Regions from separate parts of the Mus musculus genome. Here region 2 is linked to region 1. The links are chromatin contacts, called in public Hi-C maps. All regions are on one chromosome and are shown on one strand. The core of a region is the stretch at or near the end of the contact, and the rest is flanking DNA. Distances in the headings are between cores, read along the strand shown.

Region 1 (5,398 bases), core at 432-2,931:
GGTAGCTCAAGTACTAGAGACAGCTCTTGTGTACTGTAGTCTCATTATTGTGGGAATTGGGTAAACTGTAGGGTGCCCAAGCACCTGAGAACTTGAGGAAGCAATGTTGTCCCAAAAGAAGACTGGGTAGTGTCTGCCTCTGCCCCTAGCCAGGGCAAGAGGTAATTCACTGGCCGTGTTCTTGGGCTTCCCCTCTTCTGCAAGCATACCCACTGAGAGACAGACTAGGAGGCTAGAAGATATGTTGTACGGGACCCAGGGTTCCCAGGCCACAGGGACTATTATGTATTCTGGATGCATTCATAGACACCAGCCCACACTGGATGGAAAGAAACTCGAGAGACCTGGATCATGGAACTCTTAAGGGTCACAGAGAGGACAGCCTGACATGATTCTATGTCAGGATTTGCCAGGTCACTGGCTATAAACATGGCTGAGTACAACAGCTGCTGGCCTGGGTGGAAAAGCCATGGGATGGTAGGCACTCAGCCTTGACAGGAGGGATTGTGTAGCCCAGCACCTGTGGCTGGAGCTTGGCTATGACCAGAGGGTCTGAGGGGTCTTCTTAATAAGGAGAAAGAAAGAGCAAAAGAAAATCATGCTGGTGTCTCCTGGATGAAGGGCAGTGTCTGGAGCCACCAGGGAGAAGGGAGAGGCAGGCTGCTGTGGGCCACATGTGAAGCACTTTATCAGCTATTTATTATTTCTTGCTCACCATTAAAATCAAATGTACTTGGTGCTTTTGTATTCAATACACACTTAACCCTGCCGACTTAGATTTCTCAGGTTTTGAATCCGGTGGGGAATTGGCTGGCTTCCCAACTTTCCTCTCTAGTCCCCCCAAACAGATCTGGAAAGCCCTGTTTAGCATTCTCTCCCCTGGTGCTGCTGAGATCTTAGCAGTGGTGGGCCAGCCCCTGTTGTGTATGAGAGTGGTTTTCCCCTCCACCCAGGCTTCACCCTTGCTAAGCACCCCAGAAGAAGGATGGTACTGCTGAAATACACAGGGGTTTATCTGCATTGTCTTTGATTAAACCAGTTGTCTGTGTGTCTAGGCCTGGTTGTAGCCTGCCACTGCATGGGGTGTGTGTGTGTGTGTGTGTGTGTGTGTGTGTGTGTGTGTGTGTGAGAGAGAGAGAGAGAGAGAGAGAGAGAGAGAGAGAGAGAATGCACCATTACCTCTTAATGCCTGCCTTTGTGGATATCTGTTTGTAAGACTGTATATACACTGCAGTCTCTGAGCCCTGGTGCATTTGGGTGTTTGTCTATAATGATAATCCTACACCAGTGAGGAATGTGTGACTCTGGGTGGGTCTGTAACCACAGGGGTGACTGTCTCTGGTCCGTTGTGTCTTTCCCACCCTCCCTCACCCCTCCCTCCTCTCCCTCCTCTGTCTGTTTTATCATCCCTAATGAAGCAGTCTCCTCCATCGATCCTGCTGATTGCCAACCCATTCCTTTTGTTTGTTGGCGCTGAGCCATTCAGCAGCACTCTGACAGCTCAGCTCGTCTAATTAGCTCTGTTGTTCTTTTTCCCCATGTTTCACCACGTTGCAAGTTCAGTTGAAGTTGCCACAAACTTAATCCCCCCATTTCAGTGGCAAGTTCACATTCTTAACCTGTCTTCATTGTAGTAAGGAGCAGCCCTGTGTGGGACAAGCTGACAGGCCATAATGTCTGACCTTCCTGAACTCAGTCCCCAGGTCCCTGGCAAGGGCAGGAGAGCTCTTCCACCCAGCTGCATTCTCTTCCTTTGTAGGCAGAGTCTCAGGGATCCAAGAAGCCTTGCTGGGGAAACCACTTCCATATGAGAGTGGGGACAGATATAGCCATGTATTTATTCGGCAAATGTTGACCAAATGTCTGTTGAGTGGCAGGCACCTTTCTAATAACAATGACAACCACAGCAGTATTTACTGCTGTTAGATTCCAGACAGTAACATTGGCCTGTCTACAAATCTTGCTGAAGTTCCACTATGTACCAGGCACCTCACAGGATGCTAAAAGGATTAAGACTATCTGCAATCTATCTTCTTACAGGCACCTCCCCTCCTTCCTTTTGCTATTGATAAAAGGGGGCATCTCGATCACAAAGAAGCAGGCAAGCATTTCTGGAGCTCACACTCTGTGCAATGTCCACACCAGTGTGTTACCCACACCCTGTGGTTAAGTCTTAACAATAGCTCCGTGGAAGAAGACAGCATGTTTTGTGGAATGTTCTTGGCCTTTACCACATCTCTGATTTGCCAAAGACGTCTGAGCTCAGACTGGCCGCTCCACAGGAAAATCTTTGGTTTGGTCAGACGTGCGCAGACCTGAGGGTTCCATGAGACTCTATCGAGATTGGTCTTGTATGCAGCCAGCCTCTGTAATCTTGTTCCTAAGCCATTGTTTTGTGTCGCCCACCAGTTGCTGGGGGGCGGGAGGGTTGTTCTGAAGAAGGGTTGTTGTAATGGAGTGTGGGCACTGTCTTTCTCGTCTGTCAGCCAGTGTCTCATTGCAGCTGCAGAGAATGCATGCTCCCTATACCTGCTGCAATGCTGGCTCATCTGCATGAACAGCAGGAGCCACAGAGAGACATTCTCAGCTCTCTTCCCAATCTCTGTGACATTAGAAGTGGTCAGAGGTGATGGTACCATACACAAAGTCACATAATACTGATTAGACCAAATGAGACTCATTCTAAGAGTACCCAGAAATTCACAGCCTAACATCTATCACGGGCTCTGATGGGACAAGGAAGTGGGCATCCTTTCCTCTGTGGCTTCACTATTGTGGCAGCTCAGAATAACCCATCTACCCACAGTGTAGTAAGAGGTGAGTGTAGGAAGCTGCCTGCTGCCCTCGTGTGCCCACTGCCACCGTAAGCTGTGCTTTGTGCAGCATCCACTTTAGCCCTACTGGAAGACAGGGCATACGGTACCCTGAGAAGCAAGTTGGCTTAGCTGGGCACTCTGTGGAGTTGTCAGTTGCTCCCTCCTTCCCTTTAGAGAGGAAAATAAGTATCCTGTAATTCAGCTGTAAAAAAGTATTTTGAGTGTGAGTCCCCCAAACAAATGTGAGTGGAACCTCTTTGTTCCACACACTGAATTCCATAAATAGGGTGTTGCTGTTCTGCCTCCCATGTTGTTCACACCTCAGTCAGCTCTCTGAGAGGCCACTGGGTCTGCAGATGAGGAGAGCCTTTCTGGCTTAAATTCCAGAGAGCATATATATCCATATGCTGTATGTTAAGTGGTGGTGTTTACGTAATAACCAGGAGACCATGGTAGCCCAGGCCTGGAGAACCTGTAACCAAGCCCTCTGGGGCTGTTTACCCAAATGTTCACAGTGGACCTGTGGGGCCTTTTTAACTCACTCCTTCTTGGGGATTTCCCCATGTTCATCCTTAGGTACGGCCTCCTCGTCCACATGTCGTCAGGAGACCCAAGAGCAACATCACTGTGGAAGGCAGGAGGACATCTGTCTCAAGCCCTGAGCAGTGAGTACTATTGCTCCCTCTCATCTCTCCCCAGGAACCCAATGAGCCAGAGCTTTGTGGTGACCAAGCATGTAGCCCCAGCCTTCCTCTTGGAGGCTCCTTTGAAATGCTGAGCAGGTGTTAAATAAGGCCAGACAGGGAACTTGGTCATTGGTGTCAGAGTCTGAGCCTCTGTTGTCACATCAGGAACCTGGGCTGTGCTTTGAGTGGTGCAGCTCAAAGGCAGTCAGCCACATTCCAAAGGAAGCCCCAGGCCTCTTAACACTGAAGAGTCCACAGGTGAGAGTAAGCTGCCTTGTCAAAGAAGCGTTCCTGCAAGGCCAAGCCCCATTGTAGGCTTACTGCTCTTCAGTCTCCACGGCTTGAGCTTATCAGAAAGCATCCTCACCATTGCTCTCTCCTCAGCCATAGCACCTGTGCTATTAGGCCTTTCCTTCAAACTTCCCCCTGACCTAGAGGACCTCTGGACACCCTGTGACCCAGCCTAGAGCCAGCTTCAGTAACATCTTGAGTGGCTGTTAGATAGATGGGAGATGGAACCTGCAAGCTGTAGACAGTTCCAACCTGGAGAGAGAAACACTATTTCCCCTTGTCCTGGTATGCATAGCCCTAGGCTCAGCTATTCACCAGCTTCCTTGGATATCTTTAGAAATACTGTAGATATCACAGATCCATCTTGGCCTAGGGTGGTTTGAGGACTGAGGGGGAAAAACTATTCTTTGTGTGAAAGGGAAGAATGCCTCTCTTTGCAAAGAAGTGGTGCCAAAATAGAAATGATTCCAAAATGTCAGGCTATGGCCTACCTCAGTGTACTTCATTTCTCCCATAATCCTCTGCTTTATAGATCCAGCCTTCCTGAATGGTAAAGACCATTCAGGGAGAACACCAGAGTGGGAAAATATATGTTTATTTCTGGAGATGCTTGGATATGTGAGATTTTGAAGAGGGGATACCTGAAGTGAGGGCATATTTAACTTGGGCTCTACACATTGCTGTGGTGGACATAGTGAGGGACATCTCCTTTGCCGTGGCTTATGACTGCCCCCTTGTGGTGAGAATGCTGCATGGCTCTGGGTTTCCTCTTGCCTTAAAGATTTCTCTTGGAGGGAATGGAATTAGCCACCTCTTCATAGCTGATCTAAGTGTCCTGGGATAGAAACCACGGACCTGTAGCTATTGAGTCTTAAATTAAGGATATCCTTGTATAACACACGCACACATCCCAGACTGGCAGCAGTCCACATCCTATGGAAACGCATTCCCCACTTTGTGGTCCTGATTAGAGATTGGACTCACCACCCACATTTATTTATGCTGTTCCTGTTCCAAACCCAGTGACAGGAGTAATTCTTTAGTGTGTGCAAGAAGCTGGCTGTGTCAAGAAGGTAGCTCTTCCTGGTAATTGCCCTAGCCCGGTCGGCATCACTTCAGTATTTTCGTGTAATGTGCCTGTCTTAGATTTCTTTCCAGAAAGCATCAAGTTGAGATGAACTGGGCAAGAGTGTGGGGGCTGGTTCAGAGGGCTGGCAAACACAGTGACAGGAATCAAAAGACACCTCACTGCAGCTCAGACTGGCCAGCGGGTAGCAAAGGATGTTCTAAGACGTCATCGCTAGGGTTTCTCTTCACATTTTCTTAATGAGGAAGAGGCGAGGCTGTATTCTCATCATGCCAATGACATTTCTGGTGCCACCCGGGTGTTTTCCTGCATCTCTTCCATGCTGCCATCCTCTACCCCCACCCATGCTCCTCCACTTCCAAATGCCATGTCACAACAGCACTTGGATGTGTTTCTCTCAACTGTCACCAGCTCCAGCTGGCAAGACCAAGTTCTTGAAACACAGGAAGCATCCAGCGGAAAATATTTTAATAAAACAGACTCCTCAAATATTGTTCTGGAAGGGAAGGAAAACAGCG
Region 2 (5,625 bases), core at 2,381-4,880, 610 kb before region 1:
CTCCCCAGGAGCAGTTAGTATTTTTAGTTAATCTGGGACACTTCCAGACATTAAAATGTGCACATGTGTGTCTATGTGTGCATGTCTGTGCACATGTGTGTTCTGTGTGTGCACACGTGTGTCTGTCTGTGTGTGCATGTGTGTGCACATATGTGTAGTGCATACGTGTGTGAATGTACACGTGTGTGCTCTCATAATTCAAAAAACAATTTGTAGGCATTGCTTCTCTCTTTCTAACAAGTGAATACTGGGTTGAACTCAGGCCTTCAGGTTTGGTGGTAAATGCCTTCACCCAGTGAGCCATCTCAGTGCCTCGACATTTCTTGCCTATGTATATACGTGTGTGTTTCACAGAGACACAACTGTTAACATATATCATGGCCTGGAAATGGGGATAGAGTTTGCCAGTCATTCTGTCTTCCGTAGTTCACTGCCTCCAAGACAACCAGACAGACAGAAGCCAGACTGTGAGATGACTCAGTCCATCGCTCACACCATATCCCACTGGCCATGGGGAACTTTACTGGCAGCACAGGTGGGAATGCACGCTGCACAGTTTTCATTGCATTTGTTTATTTTGCAGTGCTGAGGACCAAACGCAGGCCTTTGCATTTTATGCCAGGAAGCACACAGCAGCTTCTATTGACAGTATAATGCGGCTTCCCCTTCTCTCTTCCTTTTAAACTTTCTAAATTTTTTCCATGCAATATATTTTGATCATGTTTCTCTTTTCTCTCCCAATTTCTCCCTGGTCCTCCCTACCTCCTTCCCATCTTACTTTATATTCATTTTTTTCTACTCTCTTTAAAAGCAAGCAAGAAAAAAAAAACATAAAGAAACACAGTTACACACTAAGGACCCTACCAAAACCACAGAAATGGAAATCAAAATAAACAAGCAAAAGACCAGCAATGAAAAAAAAAAATCCCAAACAAAGCAAAATGAGACAAAAGGTCTACAGAAATGCTGTTGTGTATTGAGTTCGTTTTGTGTTGAGCAAATATTCCGCATAGGGCATTTCCTTGTTTAATGGCTCTCCTCACTGCACAGTCCAGATCTGCCACATGCTGCCCATCAGGTCGCCTCTGAATGACGTTCAACCTGCTTCTGAATGCTTTCATGCTCTGCATCCAGTGCTAGTACTCTTATAAGTCAGATTTCTCAAAGTCAGACTGCTAGGATGGAGAATATAGTTTATATCTTGATGATGAGTGCTTAAACATGTGTGTGTGTGTGTGTGTGTGTGTGTGATACAATTTACATTCCAACCAACAACAGCATGTAGACAGGCTCATGCCCCACCTTCTTCCCATTGCTGAAGAGTATGTGTTGTGGTTTGTTTGTTTGTTTTTATAAATTTGTCCAACAAAATATAGTTTTCCACATTTTTATTGTTACTAGAGGGGTTAAGCTGTACCCGTTTGCTCCATTTATAATATTCTTTTGAAACAGCTGACTACTTCCTAGCTCAAATCATTACTGAGTTGTCATTGCACTCTCCTCGCCTTGGGATGGTTGTGCTGTTATTTTTTATTTATTTGTGGGAACTCTTTATGTAGTACAGATAATAATTTCAGTCCATAGCATAATACGTAGATAATTACTTCTGATGAGCTTGTTTGTCTTTTAGGTCTGACTCCTCTCACTGCTTGGAATCTTATTATTTTTAAGATTTATTTATTTAGTCTATGTATGTGAGTACACTGTCTTTATGCACACCAGAAGAGGGCATCAGATCCCACTCCAGATGGTTCTGAGCCACCATGTGGTTGCTGGGAATTGAACTCAGGACCTCTGGAAGAGCAGTCAGTGCTCTTACCCACTGAGCCATCTCTCCAGCCCAGGAATCTAAGAATCTAATTATTTTTATAGAGTTGAATTGCTGGTCATTTGCTTGATTTCTTCTGGGCTTGGTGTCTTTCTTGTATAAATCCTTCACAGAGCAAAGTCTCCTTCAGTAACCCCGAGTCTCACTTTCTGAATATTGTCTGATACTGTAATTTAAGGTCTGTAGCCTTCACTGAACCTAGTTCACCCATTCACCCTCCTTGCACAAGAGAGGTGCAACATCCCAGAAGACAGAATCTGGGAGCCTCCCCTCATTTCCTGCAGTACACACTGATGTATTTGGAACAAAACAAGCTGAACTCTTAGGAGCAGTTCCCCTTGGAGGATGAAGAGCTTCTTCAGAGCCCAGGGGAGCCCAGGAGGAGTGACTTGTTGACCCAGGGCTACCTGGGCTCCAGAGGAGAAGCTTGGGAGGCGATAGCAGCTTCCTTTAAACTGCTGACATGAATCACCCCACAGAAAACACCTGCAAACGCTCTAAAGAGTTACACACATCCACATGGACACGTGCCCAAGTGTTCTTGTGTGCACATGTCAAGATGCTCATACGAAGCACAGGCACACACATGTGGGCACAAATACATGGATGTATGCACACGAATGTCAGGATGAATACAGGCTCATCAAAGATCGCAGTGCTCCCTGTGCATGCACACTCCCCAGACACTGTGCACTGGCTTGGTCAGGCCCAGCAGGAAGTGGAGGTCGCATTCAAGCGCAAGGTCAGGGCCAAGTGACCAGGGAGAGAGCAGGCTGAGAGAGCCAGAAGTCCATAATGAAGCCGGGGGTGGGGGGTTGGGGGTTGGGGTGGGGTTGGGGTAGTGGCTAGCAGTGGCTCAGGGCAGCCCTTGCACAGAACGACCAGAAGGCTGACAGATGTGCTCCTCAGAGCGAGCCTGGAGAAATACTGATCTACTGAGATGAGTTCGGATGTGCAGAATCACATAGTGCAGCCTGCAGAAGTGCCCAGCGCGCTCCTACCCGAGTGAGTGCATAGCGCACAGACCTATGCACACAGCCCCTCTGTGCCAGCCCGTACATACACGTACACGTACAAACACACAGAGAGACACAATAAGCTGGGCCTGAAGCGATGTGCTAAGCAGCCTGGCCAAGCCTGAGCTCCTTGATCCCCACCCCCCTCCGTCCCCTCCCCCACAGCCAGCCCAGAGCCCAGCTCCTGAGCTGAGTTCTTTGTTACTCTCACCAAAGACTAAATCCCAGTAGGACAATGGGCCGACAAGGCCAGCACAAATCACCATCCCCTGCTCTTCGAGGGCCCCAACTGCTTGAGTGACAGCTGAATCAGATCCGGATTGGGCGGGGCGCGGGGGGGGGGCGGGGAGAGAAGAGGAGGCTCTCCTTCAGGCAAGCCCCCAGCCGCAGAGCTGGGAGGTCTCCTTTGCAAACCCCTTCCCCCCACTTCCCACCCACTTTCCTAAGGCGTACGGGGCCTTCAAGGCCTGGCAGCTGGGTCTCAGACTCTCCATTCGCCCTTACTCCTTCCTCACTGGTACACCCCAGCGTCATTACATCTTACCTTCCTAACCACTGCCAGGGCCCTGGCCAGGCCTCCTCTTCTCTTTTCTGGTCTCTGCCAGGGACTGTTTCCCAGAAGCCAGATCCTCCCACCTGGAGGAACCTTTCTGGAGCGTGATTCAAATCAGTTTTTCTCCAGCTTAAGAACCTTCAGTGGTTCCCCAAACCCCCTCAGACAGTCTTGAGCTCCGCTACCCTCGCGAGGCACCATCTGACCACTGGCCCCATTCCCAGCTTCCCCTGGCTCAACCAGAACAGCGGTCCAATGCTAAATCTCCCAGGCTCCCGTGGGCCTCTGCTCTGCAGCTCTCTGCTGGGAACCTTTCCCCACTGCACTAGGGACTTTTCTGAGACTGTGAGGTAAGACCAGGTGTTTTCCTTCCAACCAGCCCATAGTGGGCCGTGTTTGTGTAAAATAAAATAAAAACGAGCTGCTAGAGCAAAAAGTGAATTTAGTACAACGATGCTCACCCACCTGAGACCAGTATAGCAGTTTTCTGTGGCCTTAACCCTTTCCTCACCACAGGAGCCAGCAATCACACTCAGAGATGTTTAACCAGAGGATGCAAGCAAAGCTGATGAAACATGTGTATGTTTGGTGTCTTCATAATTGTCCAAACTGTAAAGGACTTACATAGCCTTCATGGTGGGCAGACATATGGTGCTGTATCTACACACACTGTCTTAGCATGCCATGGCAAGAACTGCAGACATGCATGATGTGGCCACATCTCCAGTGCACTGTACCAAGTGAAACATCCCAGCAAAGCCCCAGGCCCACCTCTGTGGACCCTCCCCTCCCCTCTCCTCCCACCTCCTAGGGCACAGCACTGGGCCTTTCATTCTTGCTTGCCCAGCATCCCTAACCCAAAAATCTGAAGTCCAAAGTGCTCCCAAGTGGGGAAATGTTCACACTTGACTTCATGTGATATCTCACAGACAAAAGGCAGGTATGCCAAAAACATTCTGTAAAATTGCTTCCCCAAAGCTCCAAAGTATTTGGTCCAAAGCATTTCAGATAAAAGATGCTTACGCTTGTATGACGTCAGGGCTGGGGGTGGGACAGATACAGGTTGGTGGAGACAAGATGCAAAGTTGGGATGGGTGACTCATGGTAAGAAGCAAGAAGGATGTTTAGTGGGTGATGAGCACCCGTGCATGGATTTGCTAGGGGCTGCGTGACACCTCACGGTTAAACGCTAGTTCTCTGCTCTCCTCCCACTGGGTTACCGCTATTCTACTTCTGTCTATGATGTGACCATTGTAGGTTTCTTACCTGACTGAAGCCATACCATGCTGACCCTTTCGGGTCCAACTTCTTTCCTTTAACGAAGTGCTTTCAAAGGGTGTGCATAAGAATGACATGGCTTCACTCTTTTCCAAGGCTAAATGTTATCCCCTAAGCACACTGTGTGTATCCTGTCTGTCTATACTGGGACATCTGGATGGTTTCTACATCATGGATACTGCTGTGAACATTGGTGACAAACACAGCCCTGCTTCTTTAAAAATCAACAAACAAAAGAACGTCACCTGTCAATTTGCTAAACATTTACTCTCAGTTTCATTATCCATCTCTCTGGAGTGGCGCAGCAAGCCCTATCTTCACCTTCCCTGAACCTACAGAGTGGATTTCCTCTCCCTTTCAGGCATCCTCCCCAAGCCTTGGGCTATGTCACATCTGCATAGAATGTTCAGAATGCATCACTCCCAAACAGGAAGAATTCTGAGTGTTGTTTAACTGTAGCACTGGGTTGGGTGAGGCCAGAGAGGATGTACAGCTCAGGGCAAGCCCCTCACAGCTGATGAACCAGACAGGGTGAGGGGGCTTGAGCACCCCCGCAGCTGGTTCCAGGGCCATGTTCTCTGCTGTAGGATGTGTGCATATAGCCCGTGTCCTCTGGAGTGAGGGCAGGAGTCAGGGCTTGCCCCCTCTGCTGTCTTATGCTCCTAAGAGTTCTTCTGGCTCATACAGATGTCCACCCCCACTTCAAAGGCAGAGATATTCAGTCAAGAATAGCCAATTTCTGTGTACGTGTGTCCGCACCTGAGACAGATACACAGATAGACCATGATGATCAAGAGATTATGTTCCTATGTTCACATGAATGCATGTGTATGCCACGTTATGTGTTACTTGTGAATGGAGGGCTCACTGTACGTGTGGGACCATGAAAGGTAGCCTGATTCCCAGTTGAGCTAAGGCTAGAAACCCCAGAGACCCTGAAGGGATGGTAG

Evidence for each region. Hi-C and Micro-C count contacts between places; a contact is called where the count stands out from the background.
Region 2: a contact with region 1 is called in a Hi-C map of the N1E-115 cell line, with 13 times the contacts expected there. The contact joins two enhancer-like sites. A contact is called at or near these places in 3 of 15 datasets of contacts at CTCF or cohesin (embryonic stem cells, large pre-B cells and pro-B cells), 8 of 484 Hi-C or Micro-C datasets (the G1E-ER4 cell line, the N1E-115 cell line, cerebellar granule neurons and 3 more), 1 of 115 datasets of contacts at active chromatin or transcription factors (embryonic basal ganglia) and 1 of 9 other capture datasets (embryonic stem cells).

Annotation. Positions count from the first base shown.
Region 1 is chr2:37,814,999-37,820,396 of GRCm38.p6, reverse strand. Dennd1a (DENN/MADD domain containing 1A) reads left to right here. Exons shown (of 23, transcript NM_001362973.1): 20 at 3,393-3,481. Among named protein-coding and RNA genes, the nearest start is that of Crb2, 41 kb to the right of the region's middle. Within about 2 kb of position 1,681, at least 24 of the 459 cell types and tissues checked have an H3K27ac peak or open chromatin away from gene starts, as enhancers often do. A contact at or near this core is called in the N1E-115 cell line and embryonic basal ganglia, where this site is marked.
Region 2 is chr2:38,422,061-38,427,685 of GRCm38.p6, reverse strand. No RefSeq gene overlaps it. Among named protein-coding and RNA genes, the nearest start is that of Gm25081, 55 kb to the left of the region's middle. Within about 2 kb of position 3,630, at least 61 of the 459 cell types and tissues checked have an H3K27ac peak or open chromatin away from gene starts, as enhancers often do. A contact at or near this core is called in the N1E-115 cell line and embryonic basal ganglia, where this site is marked.